Regions from separate parts of the Mus musculus genome. Here regions 2 and 3 are each linked to region 1. A link is a contact called in public HiChIP or PLAC-seq data. All regions are on one chromosome and are shown on one strand. The core of a region is the stretch at or near the end of the contact, and the rest is flanking DNA. Distances in the headings are between cores, read along the strand shown.

Region 1 (3,959 bases), core at 831-3,330:
GTCATTAAGAAATCTATGTTGTGCTTGTAGACAGAAAGCTAGCATGGCTGTCCTCCGAGAGGCTCTATCAGCCGCTGACGGAACAGGCAGACACTCACAGACAAGCATTGGACAGAAGTCTAGGACCTCTATGGAAGACTTAGGGGGAGGGTTGAAGGAGTTAACAGAGATGGCAACACCATAGGAAGACTAACAGTGTCAACTAACCTGGACCCTTGGGAGCTCCCAAAGACTGAGCCACCAACCAAAGACCGTGCATGGGCTGAACTGAGGCTCCTAGCACATATGTAGCAGAGGAATGCCTTATCTGGCCTCAGTGGGAAAGAATGCACCTAATCCTGTAGAGACTTGATGTCCCAGGGAGGGGGGGGCTTGTCCAGTCCAGCAGGGGGCACCCTCTCAGAGACAAAGGGGAAAAGAGAGGGGCGGGGAGAACTCTGTAAGGGGGACTGGCAGGGGAGCAACATTTGGGATGTAAATGAATAAAATAATTAGTAAATAATATTTTTTTAAAGAGAAATCTATTCCAGTCCAGTGAAATGGCTCAATAGACAAAAGGCCTGGCCTCACAAGCCTGTTGATCCAAGGTCAATCCCAGAAAAAACCAGAAGTGCCAGTGTACATCTATAATCCCAGCAAGATGGGGAGGTGAAGACAGGAGACCTGGCTGAAAGCTCACAGGTCATCATGCCTGCAGTATGTTGCATATTCAGCAGAAATGATAGAGACCTACCTCTGCCCCACCCCACACACACACCTGGAAACAAGGTAGAAGAGAAAAACCAACTCCCAAAGAGTTTCTCTGACCTCTAAACACACACCCACATCCACACCCACACCCACACCCAAATAGACCGTCACACAATCACACACAAGTAATCAATTAACTACTTAATTAATCAAATGAAAAGGATGAAATCCACCACAGCCACACATTCTTTCTTCTCATCTGCTAGTTCCACCCCACCTAGAAAAGACTTAGTTGCGGATCTGACTTTACAGGGTCTGGTTAGCAACTGACTTGTATGCGGAGGGCGTGCTGATTTCACAAAGGAAAAAAACCACAATCGTGGTGTGGTCTCCTGAGAATACATTTATTTCTGCAGTATAAAACAAAATTAAATTCTTCAATCTCAAAAACTATTAAAAGGTTGTATTTAAAATGCATGAAGCATTAAAAAGACATCAAAATTAAAATAATCTCATAAATCTCTTCATTTAAAAGACTTATTAGAATACAGATCGAGGCAGAAAACAGCTGCCCCATACTCGGGAGCAGTAAATTATGACTATTTTAACTTTCTTTTATTTTCATACTGAAAATTCTTTTCCAGAATAATTGCATTGCTGTCGCAAGACCAACTGTCCCATATATTTAACATGAAACTGGTAAATCACTTTCAATGGACTCAGAGACAGACTTGCTATCTGTTCTTTTAAAGATCAGTGGACCACAGGATTGTGACCCGCCATGGGATCCAGAAGGTACCAGCAGAAATTAACTCCTAATGGCAAATTGACCAGATTAATTATCATTCCGATTCAGCTGTGAGAGCACTAGGGAGACCCTAGGAAACTCTGATACTGGGAGAATCATAATATCTACCCCTTCCTGTTGGATCTGTCAGCTAAGACCCAAGGAAACAAGGCAGAAAGGGTAGCGAGATGCACCCAGTTGCCATAAATCATTACACCCAGCTCTCCTTCCTTTGTAAGTGATTGACAACTCAGTGCAGATCTTTTCTTTAAAAATAAAGGTTCTCACGCCTTAGACCAGCATATGTCAGTGTCAGTCTGGACTGTACGAGAGCAGTCCTTGGAGTACAATTAACCTATCATGTTGATAGCACCTCAGGGCCAGCGAATCCTAAAAGGGGGAACGGAAAGCCCTAAAGCGCACCACGAGGCCTCATGCCACAGCCTCCCTCCCCCATCAGATTCTTCAAGAACATACTGTGAGCTGAGCAGAGCTATTTTTGATAGAGAACGGCGCGATCCGCTTTGAAAGTCTCACACGAAGATAAAAGGTGTGTCCCATAAAGCTGCCTCCTATTTTTATCGCCTCCCTTCAGCGGGTGGACTCTGGCATCCGTCCCGGTTGGCAGAGATATGATTCGTAAACAAGGGGGCTTTATGAGGCACTGCTTAAGCACCGTGAGTCCACCTGAACTGATGGGGTAGTTAGTGGTCTGGAATTCTGGTTTTGGCTTTTCTACCCCAGGAGACAGCACCGGTGGCAGAAGGAGCGCCTTGGCAAAACAGTATCTGTCTTTGTGATTCCACACACTTCCCATTGCCTGGGCTGTGCAGGCCGAGCAGAGCTCCTTATCTGAGACCCGGGAAAGGATAACGGGGCTGCTGGAGTATAAAAACTGCTAGTATTTTATTTATCTCTCTTCCTTTCTGCTTAGATTACCATTATCTTTGGTCACTGGATTTTGTCGTTTCGACTTCAAATGAAGAGTGAAGTCAAGCAGAAGACACCCTCTGAGCCCAATTGAGCACCACTTCCTCAGTGGATATGCACATGGGTACACACCAGAGAGAGAGAGAGAGAGAGAGAGAGAGAGAGAGAGAGAGAGAGAGAGAGAGAGAGAGCATGCATTGCACACATCCTCCTGGCCTTTCTTTGTCTTTACCCCAGGGTTCCTTAACTCATGAGGGGTAGTAGATGACCCAATGACCTTCCTTGCTTAATAGTTACACTGATAAATGATGTGAGTTCTACGGACGCCTCCAGAACCATTATTTAAGGTGATACTTAAAAGGGGACTTTAAAATCTGTCATCTGCATAAGGGGACTTTGTACAAAATACCTGGTAACTCCGTCATTCTTTGTCTTTTCTTACATAGCCACAGTCTTTTTTCTTCAGAAGGTCTTAAGAAGACACGGGGATGGGTGAAAAAGCAGTCCCTATCTGTAAGGTCCCCATTTTTTGACTGCAGTAAGAAAGATAAGAGCCACAGAGCCATTAAATATCAAGCAACATCTTATGGCCATACAGGATGTTTGGTCTAAGAGAATCTCACGTATGATATGTGGGGTTCTGATGTTTGTGAGAAGGGTTTGAGCAGCAGAATGGGTAAGCACAGGGAGAAGAGGGGGGTTCCTGGATTGGGGGGGGTCACCACCATCTCATGTTCATGGAGTGAGTTTCACATTCATCATTCTTGATACTGCCACATAACATCCACATTGCCTGGTGCTTAATGGTATTTGTTGTTATCATTGATACTCATGTTGAAATTCCTATTACAAAAGGCAATTCCAAGACACTGTTATAACTGGAAAGCCAGTGTCTCATGGCCTACATATGACAGAACTATAAAAATAAAAGAAGTGAAGACAGGAGGTTCCTTGAGCCTGGCCTCTCTCTCTGTTACAAAGGTAGGGAGATATACCTACCCAGCTATTCCACTCATCCCAGATACACCCAGAAGACTCAGCATCAGAACGCAACAGAGAACCTGCAAACCAGTGTTTACTGAGGCAGTAGTTGCCAAAATACAGACTCAGGCTAGGCATCCTCAGTGGATGACTAGATGAAGAAACTATGATATGTATACATGTGACAAAGTATTTATTATTTGACCATTCAGAAGAATAAAATCATTTGTTTGCAAGAAAATTAATGAAAGTGGAGTAAAATAAGTCAAACCCCAGAAGGACAAATGCTATGTTTTCTCTCCCATGCAGAATCCATGTCTAAGAAAAAGACATTGAAGTAGAAGGGGATTATAGGACAGAATGGAAGCTCAATGGAGAATAGGAGACAAGGGAAGGTGCAACCAAATCTCACAGGGAAATGTCCATGTTGTAATTCATTCCTCTGCCAATTAATATACGCTAAGGAAAAAAAAAAAAGAGCAAGGAACAAAGGGAAGAAAGGCATGGTAAAAGGATGTTACAGACTTGACACCATCAAAGCCAAGGCCTGCTTGGGAGGAGATGAAAGCAA
Region 2 (3,959 bases), core at 513-3,012, 510 kb before region 1:
GAGGCTTGCGATTTAGGGGGAACAACATCCTGGCTTCTGATCCCTCGGAGCACACAAACAAGAAGTTAGGCAACCTTGTGTGCCCTGGATTGCAGTGTCAGCCTTGTGCTAAAGATTAACAGCCAGATTCACAGGGGACTAAAGATCAGGCAGGGCCAGCAAAGCACCACCAAACACCTCCTGGCAGTCTGCCCTTTGGGACCCTGACTGTCAGAAGATCCCAAGTCCCGTTTAATCAGCTAAGAGTCAAAAGATAGCTTGGGCAGGACAACTCTTCCCTTGGAGACAGCCATGAGGGTAGCCATTGCTCCTAGATTTCCAGAGGAAGAAGGGCAATCACACTTTACTGCCACTGAAGAGAAACAGTGGGAGCCAGGAATGGAGCCTGGTTAAATACTAACTTCTACACTCCTAATCTGTGGAAAGACAGAAAGCATACATAACCAAGGGTGATGCCTGGCACCTCCCAGGTCCCCCATAAAACCTTTATGAGAAGGCTGGTATTTCAGGTAGTGCTGCACTCTAGATGAGCCTTGAAAGATGCATGTGTGGTGTCTCAGGTCTCTGTAAGTGTCCTCAGTCTACTAGACTATTGTATGGGTAAAACAATCTCAGTTGTACAGCCCTGGAACACAACTTCCAGAAGCCTGAGGCCCTGGGTTGCAACCATGTTTGCCCCACTGCACCTACTTAACGTGATGTAGAACACACGAGCTCAGAAAGCATCTGGCAATCATTGCCTCCTGCTTAGCATCTTCAGCTGACTTTGACTTTGTGCTGAAGTAGCTATTGTAGTCTTCTGACTGGGGTAGACTAGTCAACCTGAGAGAGTAATCTGGAACTTGAACAGTCAGAACTATTGGTTCTCGGGAGCTGAGCAGAAGCTAGAACATTTTATGGTGCTGTGACCCATAGTTGGACTTCTGCCTAGAGAGCCTACATCTGTACCTATGCACATATGTGGATAAACACTACCTTCTCTCTCTCTCTCTGATGAAGATAGTGAATGCTAAGAGGTGATGGAGTTGTTGGAATATACTATATAGAGACAGACAGACCGACCGACAAGAACTGACAGATCAAGAGTCTCACAAAAGCTTTTGAATATGTAAGGATGATACCAGAAACAGACACCCTACGTTTTTTTCTTTCAGTTAGATAGGGATAGTTTATTGAACATATGCCCCAGGACTGGTTGGGGTCAAAAAAGCACAGCCTACTGTTTTAAACTGCTTCTTCTTTGCTTTCTGCTTTAAAATTACACACTGCAAAATCACCAAGGAGAAAGCTTTAAGAAAATTTTCACTTGCTATGGTACAGCTCGCTGGTCTTCCTTTGCCTAAAATAAATAAATAAATAACCCCCTAGAAATGTTTCTTTCTTCTCATAGCCATTAATAACGATGGCTTGAACTGTAAAGATTTGCTTCCACTGAAGGTAATGGGGTAATGTTTATTTCCATTAGGTCAGGCCTATAAAATCCTCTTTTCATATCCGTGAGTCTACAATTTTCAAACAGCAAAGCTGGACATTTTGGTCCCTGACAGGCAACACTCAATAGTGGGATGTTTTAAAAATCTATATGAAGGAAGCCGTTAATACAAGATAGGCTGAGTGTTCTCCCTGTAAATGATTTGTTTTAACCATTGCTCTTCCTCCTGGATAGACAAGGCAAGGCAGACAGCTTATTGGCTTAGTCTGTTGGGCCAGGTTAAAGGGATGCAGCTTGGAAAGGCTCTTAAGGGAGATTACCCTTGGGCTAAAAATAGCAGGCACTAGAGAATTATCTTAAATATGACCAAACTTGCTCTGTACGGTGAATGCAGATAACTGTAATATGTTTCCATTTTTGGTCATTTCAGGGCTTTTTACTTTCTCTCCTTCTTCTTCTTAGTTTGGCTTGCTGTAGCTGACTATTTAATTCATTTCTGATTCTATTTGTCACATTTGCTCTCAGAGATATTGCCCAGGGGTGTTTGACTAAGGAACCCTTCTTATTTAGCTGGGCTGCTTTTGTTGAAATCTAATGAGCTGTTGGATTGCCAAGTACAGCCACAGAGTAGACAGCGCGGGTTAGAAGGTAAATTCATTAAAACGTGTCATTAAAAACCTACTATGTGGGTTTGGAGCTGTAACTCAGTTCATAGAGAATTTGCTTAGCATGCAAAAAAAACAAAAATCCAAAACACAAACAACAACAACAACAAAAAACAGTACTCTGGGGTGACATTTGTCTGTAATCCTAGTGTTTAGGAAATGAAGGCAAGAGGATTGCAACTTCAAGGTCATCTTCGGCTACATTGGAACACTCATAGCTGTCAGCCTGACGTACATGATGCCCTGTCTCAAAAAATACCATAACTGCCACATATATACCCACTTTTTTTGTCTACTTTCTGGAAACGTAATTTATACACAAGAAGAAGTTTGTGTTACCTCCTATTTGTTTGTATCTCAGGAGTAAATATATGATACAACAGTGACCAATTTTCCTCTCATTCCTTTTCAGCAGACATTTGCAGTCATCGTAAAGTCTCCTTGATGTTCATTTCTCCTTTTGCTGCAGGATTCATCTCCTGACTTTTAACGCAGGAGTGTCTTCAGTAGACAAGCAACGCCTAAGGGGAGTCCCTGTATCATACGTCTCACGTACTGAGTGTATTGCAGTGGAGTGAACACAGAGCAAGCTCCATCCAAGCTGCTTCTTAAATGGCTGATAACTGTCCATTAAGATCAGCTCTGCCCTACAACATCCAATAAAGGAACAGTATGCCTGACAACATACAAGTTGTTCCGATGCCCTCAACTTGTAGGTAAAACATCTAAAGAAGGTTCACTACCACCCTTACAAAAACTACAACGGTGACCAGAATGGCAGCTTCACAGGAGAAACCAGGAAAAGCTGGGGATCTACCTTTGTCCCTTCTGCATACTGAACTCCATCACAGCTCATCAAAGAAGGCAAGAACGGGAACGTTCACAGCCTCCAGAAACCCACAGACCTGAAGAATTAGCCATCCTCTGCCCCCTCCAGGTTTCCTTACTAGAGCCTGGATTGATTCTTCCAAGAGTCCAGGTAACCACTATACATACATCATGGTAAACTGCACAATCCTGTGATCACTTAAACACAAGAAGCAAGTTCTTCTCACTGTGATTGTCTACAAGAAAACTACTAGAATGATGATAAGAGACTAGCAAAACCATGAAAGTCAAAAGAGACCTGGAAAAAGGAATAGAGTGTCGGGAATGGTGTATTGTAATGCTGCAGAACTTCATTTCTATGAACTCGGGTGAGAGTTAGCTAGTTCCATACATATAGGCAGGGGAACCCACATGATCCTTGAACCCTAGAACACTACCAGATCCTCAGCACTTCACTGAATATGAAAAATTACCCCCACCTTGATCTCAAGCTATACAGGTGAAAAGCAGATAACATGCACCCTTAGCAATGTGTTATGTACACACATGGCCTAACACAGCTGTGTATCTCATCAGCACTGAAGTTTCCCTCATATCTTAATCTGCACAGCAAATCTGTTCGATGAGTTAGAAGGTAGGTTTGCAGCCAAGCTGGCAGGCATACAGCATGCCACTGTCACCCTTGGCTCTGTTTATAAACCATCTCCTGGAGAACATGTTCTCAGATCCTTGACATGTCTTATTTTTAGCCCAATTGGTCAGGATGGCTAGGAAGGTCATTTTATTTTCTCTTTCTGAATTCAGTAGGACCACTGGAAAGCCATCCATTAAGAAGCACTGGAGACAGTCCCAATGTGTATGACACTGTCCTGGGCAATGATGGGGGCAAACACACAGTCAGATTTCTTTTACTTAACCCACAATTTATGGAGATGTGGAATCAATGACCTGTATCATAATCCAAAAACTTACAGAAAGAGAAAAAAAAAAAAAAAAACACTGTTGAGCCTATGTGACAACAACTCACTGTATTC
Region 3 (3,959 bases), core at 435-2,934, 450 kb before region 1:
GCTGTGCAAGGTAGGAAGAAGGCTTGGATACGTTCTTCAAGATGAAAACATGAAATCCTTGGATTGTGCTCACATCATAGTGCACGAGTGTTAACCCAACATCTAAGGATGCAGGCTGAGTTAACCACAAGTCTTTGTGATAGAACTTCATGTGCGATTTCGGAGCCAGAGCTGAGTTTCCCGGGACAACAGGGATGACTCTCAAAGCTGCTGACTCAAAGCTATCCTAGACTCCCATGCAGTCCTTGCTGGAAGTGATGCTGCCCTGCTGGGGCTGCATGTGAACATAGCTAGATGCCAACAACAGGTTCAGTACCAGCTATTTGTAGACAGGAAATACCTGTGTGTGGAAATCAGTGTGTGGAAGGGCCAATGCTTAGAATGGCTTTGATGTCAATGGAAAAGGGCTGAGACAGTCCCAAGGTTGAATCCTCCCAGAAACGACAACATTTCAATCAAGGATTCACATTTTGCTGCCTTCTTCTATGGATCATTTTCCTAGAGATAATAACAATAACTGGAATAATGAGGAGGCTAACACCTGACACCTTTTACTGAGCATTCATTTGCCCTAGACTAAGTCTTTACAAGGCTCTTCTCATTAAATCTTTTTAATAGCCCTATGAGGAAGATATTAGTATTGTTCCACTTTATAGCAGAGTGTTAAAGAGGCCCTAAGCTCATCAAAGAAGCATTCCTACTATGGCTATGGAACACCTTTCACAAGTTTACCAGCCTCACTGTCTGTCATTCTAGCATACTTTATTTGTATGTTAGCACCTTGCACGGCTTCCAAGGATAACATCAGAATTTTCATCCAGACACCCTGCTTTATTTACTTTTATGGCTCCAAACCAGATTTGAAGTTTCTTTTCTATTCAGACTCAAAGACCATTTATTTTGTTGCACCTGGCTTCAAACACAGCAAAATCCTTCTCTGCCCCGTGAGTGACTGTGAATGCCATTTTTGATGGCACAGTCCTTGCAGGGCTGCCTATCATTGTGCTTTCCCAGATGCACTCGGGGGCAAAATATAAATAATAAATAACAGCAATTCCTGTGTTTCTTTTGCACCATCTAAGATGCCAATCATATGGTGGGGTGTAACGCCCTCTCAGCTATGACATTTAGGTACAAGGCTGAAGGGCTATTTCTTTGGCTAGGACTGCCATTCAGTTCTCTAGTATCATAAATACCAACCTTAACCCCAACAAAGGCACAACATTTTATCAGTACGAGGCAGAAGAAAAGAAAGATTTTGATACATGAACAACTATCACCACTGATTTAGAAAAAAAAAAAGTTAAAAAAAAAAACATATACCACACAAGCTTTTGAACAAAATAAATTGTGTCCCAAAGCCCACCCAAATGGGGAACCTGTGGAATTTTTCAGGATTCAAGGGACTTTTCTGCTTTTCTCCCCTTTCTCCCCTAACCAGGCTCTTAAGGGGTCAAATTCCTACGGGATCGTAATCTGAGAAGTAATGAGTTAATGTAAACTGTACAGTTCAGTCAGTGATGTCTTTGGTAATTGTCACATGGACCCTGTAATCTGTCTCATGCTGTCAGCACTGGGTTAGTCATAATAATATCACATAAGAACGTTCAAAGTGACACACTAACCAACATGAGAGTCGCATGACTCGCTGGCACGGCTACTGCCCTTCAGCTGAACTTTGGCTTAGAACGTAAGGCTCCCAGAGGCAGCCAGCACATGCCACCGCGTGGAGCATTCAGTGGCATTTTCCGTTGCTATGGCCTCTGTTGCTCCACCATCCCAGGGGAGGACAACTGAGGCTGAGTTCTGGAGAGTCACCTGCACTTCCACACCTCTGGCGCTAGCAAAGAGGGACTTGCAGCTGTGGTGGCTGCCACCTTTGGAGTGCTGGGACTCTGTGTCCCTTCCACACTTGATTAGTTTTGCAAATGTGTGTGTAGCACGTTATGCCAAGTGCCACAGCAGGGAAACTCGGACCCCCAAAGGGAGTTTGTGCTGGAAGAGGTAGGGAAAGAATGTGACTCTTGGCTAAGAGGACACAAGCCAAGGGCAGGAAAGGGGGTTGGTGAGGGAGGAAAGCAGCCACTCTGGGTGGAAGGTTACTCCACACTGCTTTGGTATATTGACTTTTCTGTATCCACCCCCCTACCACCACGTGTTTGGGGTTTTTTTTTTTAAACCTACAACATGTTTTAGATTTTTTTATTTGCAGACTCACATATTTTTAAAGAGAATCAAAGAAGTAAAGACTAGTAGAAGGAGAGTAGGAAGGTGACCCGTTCAACTTACTCACTGGTTCATTCACAAAGCAGAGAGCAGAAAGGAAGTGGAGGGCTGTCATCTGACATTGGATTTGAGAACATTTATTGGCTGTGTGCCTCTGGCGTACTTACCTAACGTCTTTTTCTAAGCTTTATCCTCTGCAGTAAAATAGAAAAATAATACTTAATTTACAAGGCTGTTAAGAAGATAAAAAGAGGCGATGCGTGCTAAGTGCCAGCAAGTGATAGGTGTGAGGATCCTGGGGAGGAATGAGGATCCTTGTTGTCAGATATACCCAGTTACAAAGCCTGGCTGCACCACTCATTAGCATGTGACCTCACCTTGCAGAGCTCCAATGTCCTAGCACAAAATGGGGAAAACAAAACACAACTGTCAGAGGTCTTAAAAGAAGTCACGGAGACCAAAGTCCCAGTGTTGGAAATAGAGAGACAATAACGACCGGTTATAATAGCATAGGCAGAAGGTAAGGAAAGAAAAAGAAGGTGATCTATTCATGCAATCAACAAATGGAAATCTCAAGCAGTACAATGCTGTACAGAATATATAAATAAGAGCTCGAGGCAGTGATCAATAGATCAAAAGATTTCGAAGGAAATCTAAGTACAGGAGAGTAGACAGCACAGGGTATCTCCACAGGGACCAAGGTCAGATCATTTGATGGGAATTTCCCTGTGTATTCTCCTTCCTATGAGGGGGGTGATACCACTCCTCTAGGCTAAAAAAATAAACAAATAAAATAAAAAAGCCCGGAGACAGGCAACAACGTTCCTAGGGCCATACAGCCAAAAAGTAGCAGAAAGAGAAATAAACTCAGGGCCTATTTTGCTAATACAATCTTTTAGGAAAGACAGATGATTTTATAAAGAAGAAAAAGCACAACATATAAGTATATAGGGATTAAAAACAGCAACTACAGACAAAGCAATGAAGGGCAGAAAATTTCTGTTTGCAGTGCAGGGATGGAAAAAAGAGAAACTAGTTAATTTTTAAAAGGAAGAATATTTTGACAAAATGATTTTTTAATGGGAAATAAATATTGTATTCATTGGCAAGAGAGTTGCCAGAGATAAGTCAGGGAGGCTAGAATATCATGGGGAACTTAAGAAAGGGGGATTCCAGTGGCAAAGAGTAATATAGAGGTTTTCTCGATAGCATGTTCCACTGAGGCTGAGGTGCTGTGTGATCTCTAGTTTCCCTGACATAAGCCAGAACAAGTGGCTCTGAAGAGAATGTCATCAGTACACAGGACCCAGGGGTTGGAATGTCACCAGTACATGGGGCCTGGGAGTTGGGATCTCTCTGGAGCTCTGGGCTGCTAGCATGAGACACAAGCTTAGGGAAGAGAGATGCTTGTATTGGCCAGGTTGGCAGACCCGTCCTCAAGCAGTGCCTCTAGAGGGATAAAAATGAGGAAACCCCCAAAAGCAAGCAAGGCTCCGAGGGATGGAGTGGAGCCACTGCCCAGATTCTCTTCTCAATTATTCTGGTGCCAAAATGTCTGAAAGCTGTGTGCACATTTTGTCAAGTGGGGAGCCATTCTCTTCCTAATTGACAACAGAATGCTAGGACAAGGAAGAATGGTGGCTGGGGATGGTGGCTGCAGGGATGTCCTGAAAGTTCCCTGCCTCTGTCGCTTTCACCCCAGTTTTAAAAGGGGGGATTTGATGAGACTGACA

Evidence for each region. HiChIP or PLAC-seq counts read pairs in DNA pulled down with a chosen protein or histone mark.
Region 2: a contact with region 1 is called in an H3K27ac HiChIP or PLAC-seq map of heart atrium, with 13 times the contacts expected there. The contact joins two enhancer-like sites. A contact is called at or near these places in 2 of 484 Hi-C or Micro-C datasets (cerebral cortex and uterus) and 1 of 115 datasets of contacts at active chromatin or transcription factors (heart atrium).
Region 3: a contact with region 1 is called in an H3K27ac HiChIP or PLAC-seq map of heart atrium, with 12 times the contacts expected there. The contact joins two enhancer-like sites. A contact is called at or near these places in 1 of 484 Hi-C or Micro-C datasets (the G1E-ER4 cell line) and 2 of 115 datasets of contacts at active chromatin or transcription factors (SST interneurons and heart atrium).

The regions. Positions count from the first base shown.
Region 1 is chr5:52,038,686-52,042,644 of GRCm38.p6, forward strand. It overlaps a transcript of Ppargc1a not described here. Among named protein-coding and RNA genes, the nearest start is that of Gm40302, 90 kb to the right of the region's middle. Within about 2 kb of position 2,081, at least 26 of the 459 cell types and tissues checked have an H3K27ac peak or open chromatin away from gene starts, as enhancers often do. A contact at or near this core is called in heart atrium, where this site is marked.
Region 2 is chr5:51,527,894-51,531,852 of GRCm38.p6, forward strand. All of the region lies in intron 2 of Ppargc1a (peroxisome proliferative activated receptor, gamma, coactivator 1 alpha), which reads right to left. Among named protein-coding and RNA genes, the nearest start is that of Ppargc1a, 24 kb to the right of the region's middle. Within about 2 kb of position 1,763, at least 13 of the 459 cell types and tissues checked have an H3K27ac peak or open chromatin away from gene starts, as enhancers often do. A contact at or near this core is called in heart atrium, where this site is marked.
Region 3 is chr5:51,590,022-51,593,980 of GRCm38.p6, forward strand. It overlaps a transcript of Ppargc1a not described here. Among named protein-coding and RNA genes, the nearest start is that of Ppargc1a, 38 kb to the left of the region's middle. Within about 2 kb of position 1,685, at least 35 of the 459 cell types and tissues checked have an H3K27ac peak or open chromatin away from gene starts, as enhancers often do. A contact at or near this core is called in heart atrium, where this site is marked.